Regions from separate parts of the Capsicum annuum genome. Here region 2 is linked to region 1. Evidence: chromatin contacts called from public Hi-C data. All regions are on one chromosome and are shown on one strand. The core of a region is the stretch at or near the end of the contact, and the rest is flanking DNA. Distances in the headings are between cores, read along the strand shown.

Evidence for each region. A called contact is a pair of places that touch in the nucleus more often than the background predicts.
Region 2: a contact with region 1 is called in a Hi-C map of placenta, with 2.7 times the contacts expected there. The contact joins the promoter of LOC107850827 here to the promoter of LOC107851042 in region 1. A contact is called at or near these places in 2 of 5 Hi-C or Micro-C datasets (bud and placenta).

The regions. Positions count from the first base shown.
Region 1 is chr12:104,343,337-104,348,597 of UCD10Xv1.1, forward strand. LOC107851042 (sulfate transporter 1.2) reads right to left here and starts at 2,509. Exons shown (of 15, transcript XM_016695930.2): 1 at 2,124-2,509; 2 at 675-792. LOC124889223 (a long non-coding RNA gene) reads left to right here and starts at 5,195. Exons shown (of 2, transcript XR_007047873.1): 1 at 5,195-5,261.
Region 2 is chr12:104,483,377-104,488,637 of UCD10Xv1.1, forward strand. LOC107850827 (40S ribosomal protein S16-like) reads left to right here and starts at 3,073. Exons shown (of 8, transcript XM_047400368.1): 1 at 3,073-3,634; 2 at 5,005-5,110. The coding sequence starts at 3,142. The coding sequence ends at 3,594.

The sequences.
Region 1 (5,261 bases), core at 1,259-3,758:
CACCAGGAGGAATCTTAGAATAACTTCAAATGCTGTATGTTACTCTAGTGTCAAATTCATAAAAATGAACATGATACTTTGTTCAACATATGACAAGTGAAAAGAGGTTTTAAGTTTATAAGATGCTTGAATTTATTCTGTTTTAAGGAATTTATTGATGCCATACTAAAGATAGCGCAAAATATCTTGTTTGAAATTAATTTAGTACCTTATGAAAGTCAAGAAATAACTAGAGTTACGCATATATCTCAGAACTCATTATCTCAACTAAGAACTCACACCACCACCAACGTCTAAATTTTGAATCCGCCACTGATCATTTCCATGGTATAATTCCAATGTCATGCTCATTCTCTTTTATCTTTTTTTTTTTTTTTTTTTAAAAGTAACTTTTGCATTGGGGGTAAATCCAAAGCAACATTAATCAAGATTCTTTAACCATGTACTTATTCTATTAGCTTTAAAAAGAATGATGGGCTAATACCATTAAGATATAAGAATTACTCTTTTCCAGCACTCTCCACCCCCCTAGCATTTGTTCAAACATGGGGACTTGAAGGTTTCTTTGGTACATGATTAGCACTTAGTAGTACGAAAGTAGTTCTACTATTAAGTTGTTTAATAGTAATAACGAATATTAAGCGTTGTAGCTATATAAAAACAGAGTCACTCGCCTTTACTTTAACTTTCTGAGAAGTAGCTAGTTTTCAAAAGTGAACAACTCTCTGTCCTTTAGGGGTCGCTTGATACATGGACTAAATTCCTGAGATCATAGTCTTGGGCTTATAATCCCTGCACTAGTTTATTAAAAATGAGAGATGGATAAACAAATTCAAGGATAAATTTATACCGTCAACCAAGCATTAGTATAAATTTTATCCCCGGGCCTTTCCGCGTACCAAATGACCCCTATAGTATTAAGGACTTTTTGGAACCTTTTTGATATGATTTCCAGCAAATGTTCTTCGATGAAATGCTAATCAAACAAAACTGGTCATGAACTGACTTAAAACAAAATTGAAGTACAGATCATGCTAATAACTCACGTGATATAAAGAAAGTTTATTATTCCAATTTTAGCAGAACAAATATGCATTGGCTAGAATAAAGCCAACCTCTATACGCCTTATTTAGAAACCACTGATAGTGGACCAAATTAGAACCTATAAAATAAACACACGAAAATTTTCCACTCACTTTTAGGTCCCATATAATAATCCTACTTAAAGAACTTCAAAAGGGTAAAGTGCAGTTACTTGTCTCAAAACTTTTATCACCTTTTTAAAAAAAAAAAAAATTAAAGAAGCCCGCATATGGTAAGATCAAAATAGAAAATTTAAAAGTCACGATAATTCATTGGGTGCATAGTATCCACTTTTCTGGAAGCTTTTAAAGAGTCATACGTTAATACTCCTTTTGTTCCAATTCATTCTAACGAGAACAAGTCTAAAAAAGAAAAAAAAAAAAACATTTTTAAAATTAGTGGCCTAAAATAAGATAAATATTTATGTGGTTATAAATATCTCAATAAGGCTAAAATGGAAAAATAAAAGATAATTATTTTCAAATATAAAAAGGTATCCTTACTTTTAAGGATAGATTAAAATGAAAAATAAACAACATAAATTAGAGCAAAAGGAGTATTAAATTACACACATTATCACAAATTAACTGACATCAAGCACTTTTTTCATAAAAGAGAAATTTCCAAGGGCCAATGCCCCTATTTTATGGGTCAAAACTCGATGAATAATAGGCTCGTCCACTACCTTTTTCTCTTAAATATACTGCTTTTTTATCACTCAAACTTGTAACGTGCGTCTAATCAACATAACACATAATGTACCTTAACACTAAACCAGAGCATTAGGGGCAAATGAAAGCAAATCATATAACCCATTAACTTAAAATCTTCAATTTATGTACTTCAAAAAAGTAAAATGTGGACAAAAATGTTGAGACGTACAGTATATATTTAAGAAAGGGAAACACAGGATAAAGCCAAGATATGCACGCTCAATGGTCCAGAATTTTTAGCTTTATTTTTTTTAGAAGGTTTCCAGTTATTTTGAAATTCGTTAACCAAATTAAAGAAAAAAGGAGAGATATAAAAATAAACAAACCTTTGAAGAGGAACAAGATGCAAGAAACCAAATACTGTCCAGGTTCAGTGAATCAAAAACCACTGAAAAATTCTCTTTATCTCTAATCATGACGGAAGGAAAACAGAAAAAGCAAAATATATGCCTCAAAGGAAAACCTCAAACTTGTTATCATCTGTTTGGATATCAAGAAATGTGTGCAAACAAAATAGGTTCAAAGAAGATACCTAGATGAATGGTGCATGCTGAGGAAGTGGAGTAGTGAGAAAAGCAAAATGAGAGACTACTGGTTATTTTGAGTATTATATTATGATGATTCAAGAAGATTTTGTTATATTATATTTTGTGCCAAAAAAAGGGGAAAAGAATTACGATTTGTTATTTTTCCTTAAGAGTTTCACGTGAATTTATTAGGAAAAAAAGTAACACTTTAACATTAACGTTATATTTCATTAAATTAATCATGAAATAATTTATAATCACACAAATATTTTAAATCATAAATTTTAACAATCTTCTTTATTATTTTAAATTCATTTTAAATTGTAAATTTCAACAACCTTCTTTATTATTTTAAATTTTGTGATAAATCAAACTATACGGTGAGAGTAGAAGTCAGTCGTCGGTTGGTTGAATGCATTAAGTTCCACATAATGTAGGGTATAGAGGTTGTTTGAATACTGACATAGTGTGGTCCAGATTCAACCTTTTTCCTATTTGAAGAAAAGTCTTACGTTTGAAAGGTTAACAAAGGTGGAGCAACGTCGTTTGATATAACTCATATAAATGTAATATCGAAATAGATTATTAGTGTTAGAGATTATTTTTTATTTTGTATTTAATTTAATATATTAAAAATAACATAAATTTGATAATTTATAAAAAACAAATGTTATTTATTACAAAAACTCTTTCACATACTTATCTTTCTAAAACGTAAGAATTTCAAAGAGAATTCTATCTTTAATCATATTGTCCATTTATTAATACTCATGATACTTCCGGTATCATAATTTGTTATGTATAATTAGACTATTACTAAATGGGACTAATATTTATATGTTACAAACACTATTCTCTTAATTTCTAAACAAGTAGCGTTTTAGGTACTACCTTAATTATGGTTTTTCAATTTTATTCTTTTTTAAATTTAAAAAAAATACAAAATCACGAAATTATAAAGAGTTTATATTCTTTTCAAAATAGCATTTATTAAGAATAAGATAGTAAAAATACTTTTTATTTTCTAGAATAAGTAAAGATGAATAAAGGAAATATGAACCTCTAACGAGTATCCCATAAACTTCACGGGAGCTTGAATGTATAAGAGTTCACCAATTGCCCAGTAAGTGAAAACTCTCTTTACTATTTGAGCAGAATGATGACGCTGAATGAGCTAAAGTATTCTCCAATTGAAAAGTTATGTTTGGCATTGGCCTTCTCAATTCAAAAGATGAAACACTACTTTCAAGCTCTTGTTGTCCGTCTTGTGTCTAGGGCAAATCCCATCAAGTTTGTAATGTTGAAACCAGTCCTTAGTGATCGACTTGCAAGATGGTACCTTCAATTTCAGCAGTTTGAGATTGTGTATATTCCCCAAAAGGCTCCAGAAAATTTTCATTAAAAATTTATCCCTTATTCAACAAACTCGTAAAAAATACTTTTGGGTCTCCTTGTTTGTTTCACAGGATTTTCTGTCTCATGAACCTCTGGAGCTTTTTTTCGGTGCATGGCTAGATTCTCCATCTATCAAGCCTTCCACCTTATCTACTATCTTATCAATCCTAGCCTCTTAATTCTGAACATAGATGGTCAGGCCTTCAATTGCCTTTGGCAGATTCGCAAGATGTTCCTCCATAGACGAGACATCAATTATCATTGCTTGCATGATCACCGGAGACGTCGAAGAGCAACATGGATTATCATATAGGTTGATCTTTGAAGTGCTTAACTTATGCGGTGTAAGTGGAGATGGCGCGTTTGTTGAACTACCATCGCTCTTTGCGCTAGAGTATTTAGAACCAGAATGCTCACGTAGAGCAAGAGTCTTCTTTAGCGATTCCACGACACTGCTTCCTCCTTTCGAAGCACTTGTATTGGACTTCGTTCCTTTTAGTGTTGAAGATCCAAAAACTGAAGTTGACGCGGAAGACACTAGATATGTTTGTTGTCCTAGCAAGCCTGCCTTGCTCCTTGCGACAGCTCCTAAACTTCCAAAAGTAACACCAAGGATGCTTTCCACTTCGGTAGAGAACCTTGAATCAACAACCTTGGAAGTAGTTGATTGAGAGTTAATCTTCTTGGAAGTCATTTCAGCATTCTTAATCTTCAAAGTCTGAAAAGTTGAGATGAGAGGTAGAGATCGTCCCACTGGGCGTGCCAGAATTTGTTGGACAATAAAATTCTCGAAGCCAATAAATAAATAATAATTTGAGACAAGAAAATATTGCAACAATCAATTTTATTGATTTCAATGCGAGTATTACAATCTCGATAAATCCTCCGATTCGCCTTTTCAAATATAAATTCAAGGGCTTAAAGCTTGATCTTGAATTTGAACTTGGTTTGTGGACTTGAGGGACTTGATCTTGATTTGTGCTTGAATTCAAGGGCTTTTGAGCTTGTTCATGAATATTGCTGTCTTGATCTTGAATCTTGATGAACTTGATTTGAATGCTTGAGCTTTTTAGAGAGATTGCGGCGTTTGATCCATGAGCTTTCTCTTACTACTTGTTAGAGATTTGGGGTGTCGTTTTTTTGAATTATGAGACCCCCTATTTATAGTTGTGAAAAAGTAAGAGTCATGATGAATATGGATTTTTTTTGACCAATCAGATTTGAGTGATGTGATGCCTTTTATGGGCTTTTATTTCATGGGCCTGCTGCGTCATTTTGACATGTGGCATGGTCCTATTGGCTCTTTTCTTTGATTTGGCATGCCATGTCATTTGACACGTGACACTTATTTGGGCCTCTAGAATATGACAATATCTTGGGCTTAGCAAATTAGGCTCATCATTTGTAGCCCAAATCAATGGACTAGCCCAATAAAAATTAGACTTTAATTAAACACATACATATTTGGACTTAAATAATAAATCCAATTATATTAATCCGCAATATTTAATTGGGACTAATATAGTTTGATTTTAATCTGAA
Region 2 (5,261 bases), core at 1,823-4,322, 140 kb after region 1:
AGACAAGAAGAAGACTGCCGATTAGCATTCGAAAAAGATAGATTTAGAAGGGATAGAGCTCAACCACCCCAGCTTATCAGTATTTACCAGTTTTTGATGATCCAGAAGAAGACTTAAGGTATGTTGAACCTATTGAGATAGGAGCTAGCATTCCTCCTGAGTTTCCCTAAGGAGTGAGGTTTGACATTACAAGTTCTATGATTCAGTTACTTAATATGAAGGGTGTGTTTGTTGGTTTGTTAATGGATGAAGCAAACATACACATTATGAATTTTATTGGGATTTGCACTTCGTATAATCTACCTGGGTGAGTCACGAAACTTTGAGACTCAAGTTGTTTCCATTCTCTCTTACGGGTGAAGTAACGTTATAGTTAGGGAAACTATTTCGTAGGTCCATTACCTCTTGGAATAAGTTGCGAACATAATTCTTGGATAGATTCTTCCTACCTTCTAGAATGTCGCAGTTGAAGGATAAGATTTATAATTTTAGGCAATTGCATTTAGAGGCGTTGCATGAGATATGGTTGACATTCAAGAAGAAGTTGATGAATGTGCCCAATAACAGAATTTTTGTAAGGAATTTGCTTGAGAAATTCTATAGAGCCCTGAATGCAAACACCAAAGCTATTATTAATACTATTACTGGTGGGGTTTTTATGAGACTTCGTTGGGAGTTAGCTACGAAAATCTTAGATCGGTTCTCTAAAACCAACCAAGGATGGCATACTCAAGAGGCGGAAAGAGGAGTCAGTACTTATGCTATTGGTGCTTCCATTGAGCAGAGAGCCTCACATGATATAGTAGCTCAAAAGTTAGTATAACCGAGGCCATATATCGAGTTACTGGCCAAGCTGTTTACAACTATGAATGATGAAAAAAATAAAAACAGTGAGCATGCGAGGTAAGTTTGTTAGACATGATGAGTCTGACTATGAGAAGGAGACTAAGTATTTGGATAGAGAGATGTTGGGTTTCTGAGCCAAGGACCAAGGGTCCAATCCAAACACTTGGAACTAGATGCAAGGAAATTAAGAGAAGAACTATTTTGGAGATAGGTATAGGGACATGAGTGGAGAGAGATGGTGAATGAAGGAAAAAGAATGAGTATAAAGAGAAGAGTGGTGCGTATGTTTCACCGAGGATCATGATGCTGATTCAAGGATGGAAGCATTGGTTGCGAAGCTGGTTAATGGTTCAGATAGTCAAGAAAGTTGCCTTAAAGATATTAAGGCAAATATTTTAGGATTGAGCCAGAAAGTAGAATCACATACTACTGCGATTAAGTAGCTTAAGCAACAGTTTGGTCAGATGTCGGCTACTTTAAATTAGCATCACAGGGCACTCTTTCGAGTAACACCATCAGAATATGAAGAATGACAATCGTTGTTTAGCCATCACGACTCAGAGTGGTAAGGCTACTATTAATCCTCCTATGCTGGTAGTTGATAAGGTAAGGGATGATACTATTGATATTGATGATGCGCCCGAAGCTAAAACTGAGAAGTTGGTGAATAATGCTGAGATATTATGAAAATCTATAGGTCTTAAAAGAGGAGTTGAGATTGATATAGGAAAGGGTAAGGATGTCGAACTAATTTTAAAAATCACTCCATGACCTCTCCCATATTTTCCTCAAAGGTTAAAAAAGAAGAAGAAACAAGAGAAATATCAGAAATTCATGTTGATGTTAAAAAAATTCTCTGTAAATATCCCTCTTGTATAAGTATTGGAGCAGATCCCGGTTATGTAAAGTTCATTAAGAAATTAGTGACGAAGAAGAGGACATTGATTTTTGAACTCGTTGATAATATGCATCATTGCAGTGTTATTGGTTCCCGAACTTTGGTTGAGAAGAAAGAAGATCTCGGAGCATTCTCTATTCCTTGCACTATTGGGTCACTGAATTTTGTATGAGCATATGCGACTTGGGAACCAGTAGTAATTAGATGTCGCTAGTTGTGTACAAGCAGTTGGGGTTAGGGTCACCTAAGCTGACGTCGATGAGATTATTGATGACCGACTGCACTATAAAGAAATCGATTGGTGTTTTCTTTAAGGATTTAGTATCGAAGAAGAGGACAGTGATTTTTGAGCTCACTGATAATATGAGCCATTACAGTATTATTGCTTCCTAAACTTTGGTTGAGAAGAAAAAGGATCCCAAAGCTTTCTCTATTTCTTGCACTATTGGGTCACTTAATTTTGTACACGCATTATATGACTTGGGAGCTAGTATTAAACAGATGTCGCTAGTTGTGTAGAAGCAGTTGGGGTTGGGGTCACCTAAGTCGACACCGATGAGATTATTAATAGCCGACCGGGCAATTGAAGTTTTGTGTGATGTTTGGGTGAAAGTAAATTCCTTCGTATTCCTGGCTGATTTTGTAATTCTCGACTATAAGGTGGATTTTGATGTCCCCATTATCTCAGAAAGGTCTTTTCTTGCCACGGGTAGGGCTTTGGTTGATATGGAGATGGGACATATAAAATTCAGGCTCAATAATGAACAAGTTACTTTCAATGTGGGTCATTTGACGCGATAACCAAAAGACATGCGCGTGGTGTCTGTGATACGCACTATAAAGGATGATACGATGAGTGTACCTATTGAGGAGAGACACTACAACATTTTGGACCTAAGGCTAAACTAAATTGGGATAACACTTGTAAAGTGTTGCCTAAAATATTTTCGGGCACGATTTTAAAATATAGCCTTTAAGTTTTAGCTTTAAGCCACAATAATTTGGTCAACTTTTGTAAAGCGTGCTCTTTAATATTATAGGCTACACTTTATAAGTGTTGCCATATTATTATATAATTGGCAACGCCTTTTACAAATATGGTCACACTTTTAGAATGTGGCTATTTTCATTATTTTAAAACAACAATTTACAAGTGTTGCCTTATAAATTTTCCAAAATTTATATCAAAATATTATATTCCCTCCAATATATTTTTTCCTTCAATTTCTAATTACAAAAAAAAAAAATCATAAAACATTAGTCAAAAAATAATAAAATATTTTTTTTTGAGCAAAATAAGTTTTTGAATAAAAACTTTAAACAATCTTTTGAGATTAACATAATTAGTCATAAAAAACGGACTACCATTTCCTCTCTCTCATTCACAATCCCCCAAAATGCAGAAGGCAGAAGCAACACCAGCTGCGGCAGAATTTGTCCAATGCTTCGGTCGCAAGAAGACAGCAATAGCTATCACGCACTGCAAGCGCGACCGTGGTTTGATCAAAATCAACGGTGTTCCAATTGAGCTTGTTCAACCTGAAATCCTCCGTTGCAAAGCCTTTGAACCTATTCTCCTCTTAGGTCATCACCGTTTTGCTGGAGTCGACATGCGTATCCGTGTTAAAGGTGGTGGAAAAACTTCTCAGATCTACGGTATTCGTCAGTCCATTGCAAAATCCCTTGTTGCCTTTTACCAGAAGTTTGTTGATGAGCAGCAGAAGAAGGAGATTAAGGATATTTTGATTAGGTATAATAGGACTTTGCTTGTTGTTGATCCCAGAAGATGTGAGCCTAAGAAGTTTGGTGGTCGTGGTGCTCGTTCTAGGTTCCAGAAATCTTACCGTTGATTTTCAGATGAACTACTTACCCTTTTGGTTGCCGTCTACGGTAATGGAGTTTATATTTTGTTAGTTTCATTTAAAGACCGATTTGGTTGGGAGATTTTGGATTAATTTTGCTGTGTTTGTCCTTTTTTATGCTGAAACTTTTACAGTGATGCTTATGATATTGTTAGTTTTGGATTACCATTAATTATTTTCTGTTTTCAGTTGTTTTTACTTCTTTCAATGGTGGGGCAATTCTTGTTTGCAAGATTTACTTGCAAAAAAAAAGTCATAAAAAATGGGAACGTTTACTTTAGCAGCTAGGGTTGAGATTACGGGCATCAAGACTATGGCCAGCGAGGAAGAGTCATCCCTACCGCCGGCGATGGGCAAAAAAAAGAAGGTTTTGTGCTTATAAACCCCTGCAATTCAATAAAACCCTAGGTGAATTTCGATTGATTTTGTTTGGACGAAAGCCAATCAAGCTGTAAGTTTACCTCAAGTTTCAATATTCAAACCCTCTATCCCCTTTTCATTTTGTTTACATATTGTTTGTTGGAACTGGAAAATTGAGAATTTTATCTTAATTTTCTCCTCTTAGTTATGTCATGTAGTAGTAAAAGGGAATATTAAAGCATTAGATGGGAGAAAATAGTACATCCCTAAATACATCCCTAAATATAACACATATATTGAGCGTAATGACTGTTCTACAGATTGTAGACATCAGTTTCCATAGTTTCTTAGCTGTAGTTGTTCGTTTCTTCATAATTGAATTAAAGGGTTTACTAGTGTTTATCTTAGCACTATTTAGTTGGTGGGATTTATGTTTGTTTGTGTATACAAATGATGGATGCAATGAATTGAATAAATAATGGACCATTGTCTATTTTCTACCCACATTCGGTTATCTTACTGTCTTGTTGGTGTAATTGGTTGTCAAAAGTTCATCGGAAACAGCCTCTCTAGCCTTGCTAAGTATGGTAATTCCCTGTTCATTGGAAACAACCTCTCTGCACGATTCCCGAGATCAGTTCGTTTGGGATGAAACTTCTCACCTTTATTAATATGCTCAGTGCATTTTTCTGTTTTTTTCTTTTTAATTTGATTTAATTTATTGTATTAATCTCTAATTCCATTCCTCTTTTCTGTTGTCCTTCTCAAATTAGGGCATGGATTCATTTTATTTCATGTAACCCCTTAATTTAATCTAAGTTTTCTAAAATTTAGACTTCTTTCAGTAGATATATGGAGTAATTATTTTTGAGATCAATCGTTATAATCGTTCTTTTTCTAAAAGGTATGGTTTTGCATTTTTTTCTTCGAATTTATATCGCTAGACATAATGTCCTGTGGTCTTTTGATAATAATAAATGAGGGCTAGATCTTAGCTTACTAATCCTAACGAGTTAATGTTGTTTTTCTTTGATGCAGCACTGGATTTTATCATGATCCTCAAGCAGGCTGGTATTATAGTTGTAATGATGGCCTTTATTACAAATTTGAAAGTGGTACTTCTGTTCCGATAGAGTCTTCTAAGGTAGATTTTTTTCCCTTTTTTCTGCGTAAAATTTACAATATTTAAATGTTTGCCTAGTTGATTTTCGGTTTGATTTATGTTAAGCTAGTTTGCTATTGTACCTCAAAATAGTTATGGTGAAATGAATAGTTGTCAGAGCATTGCACCTACG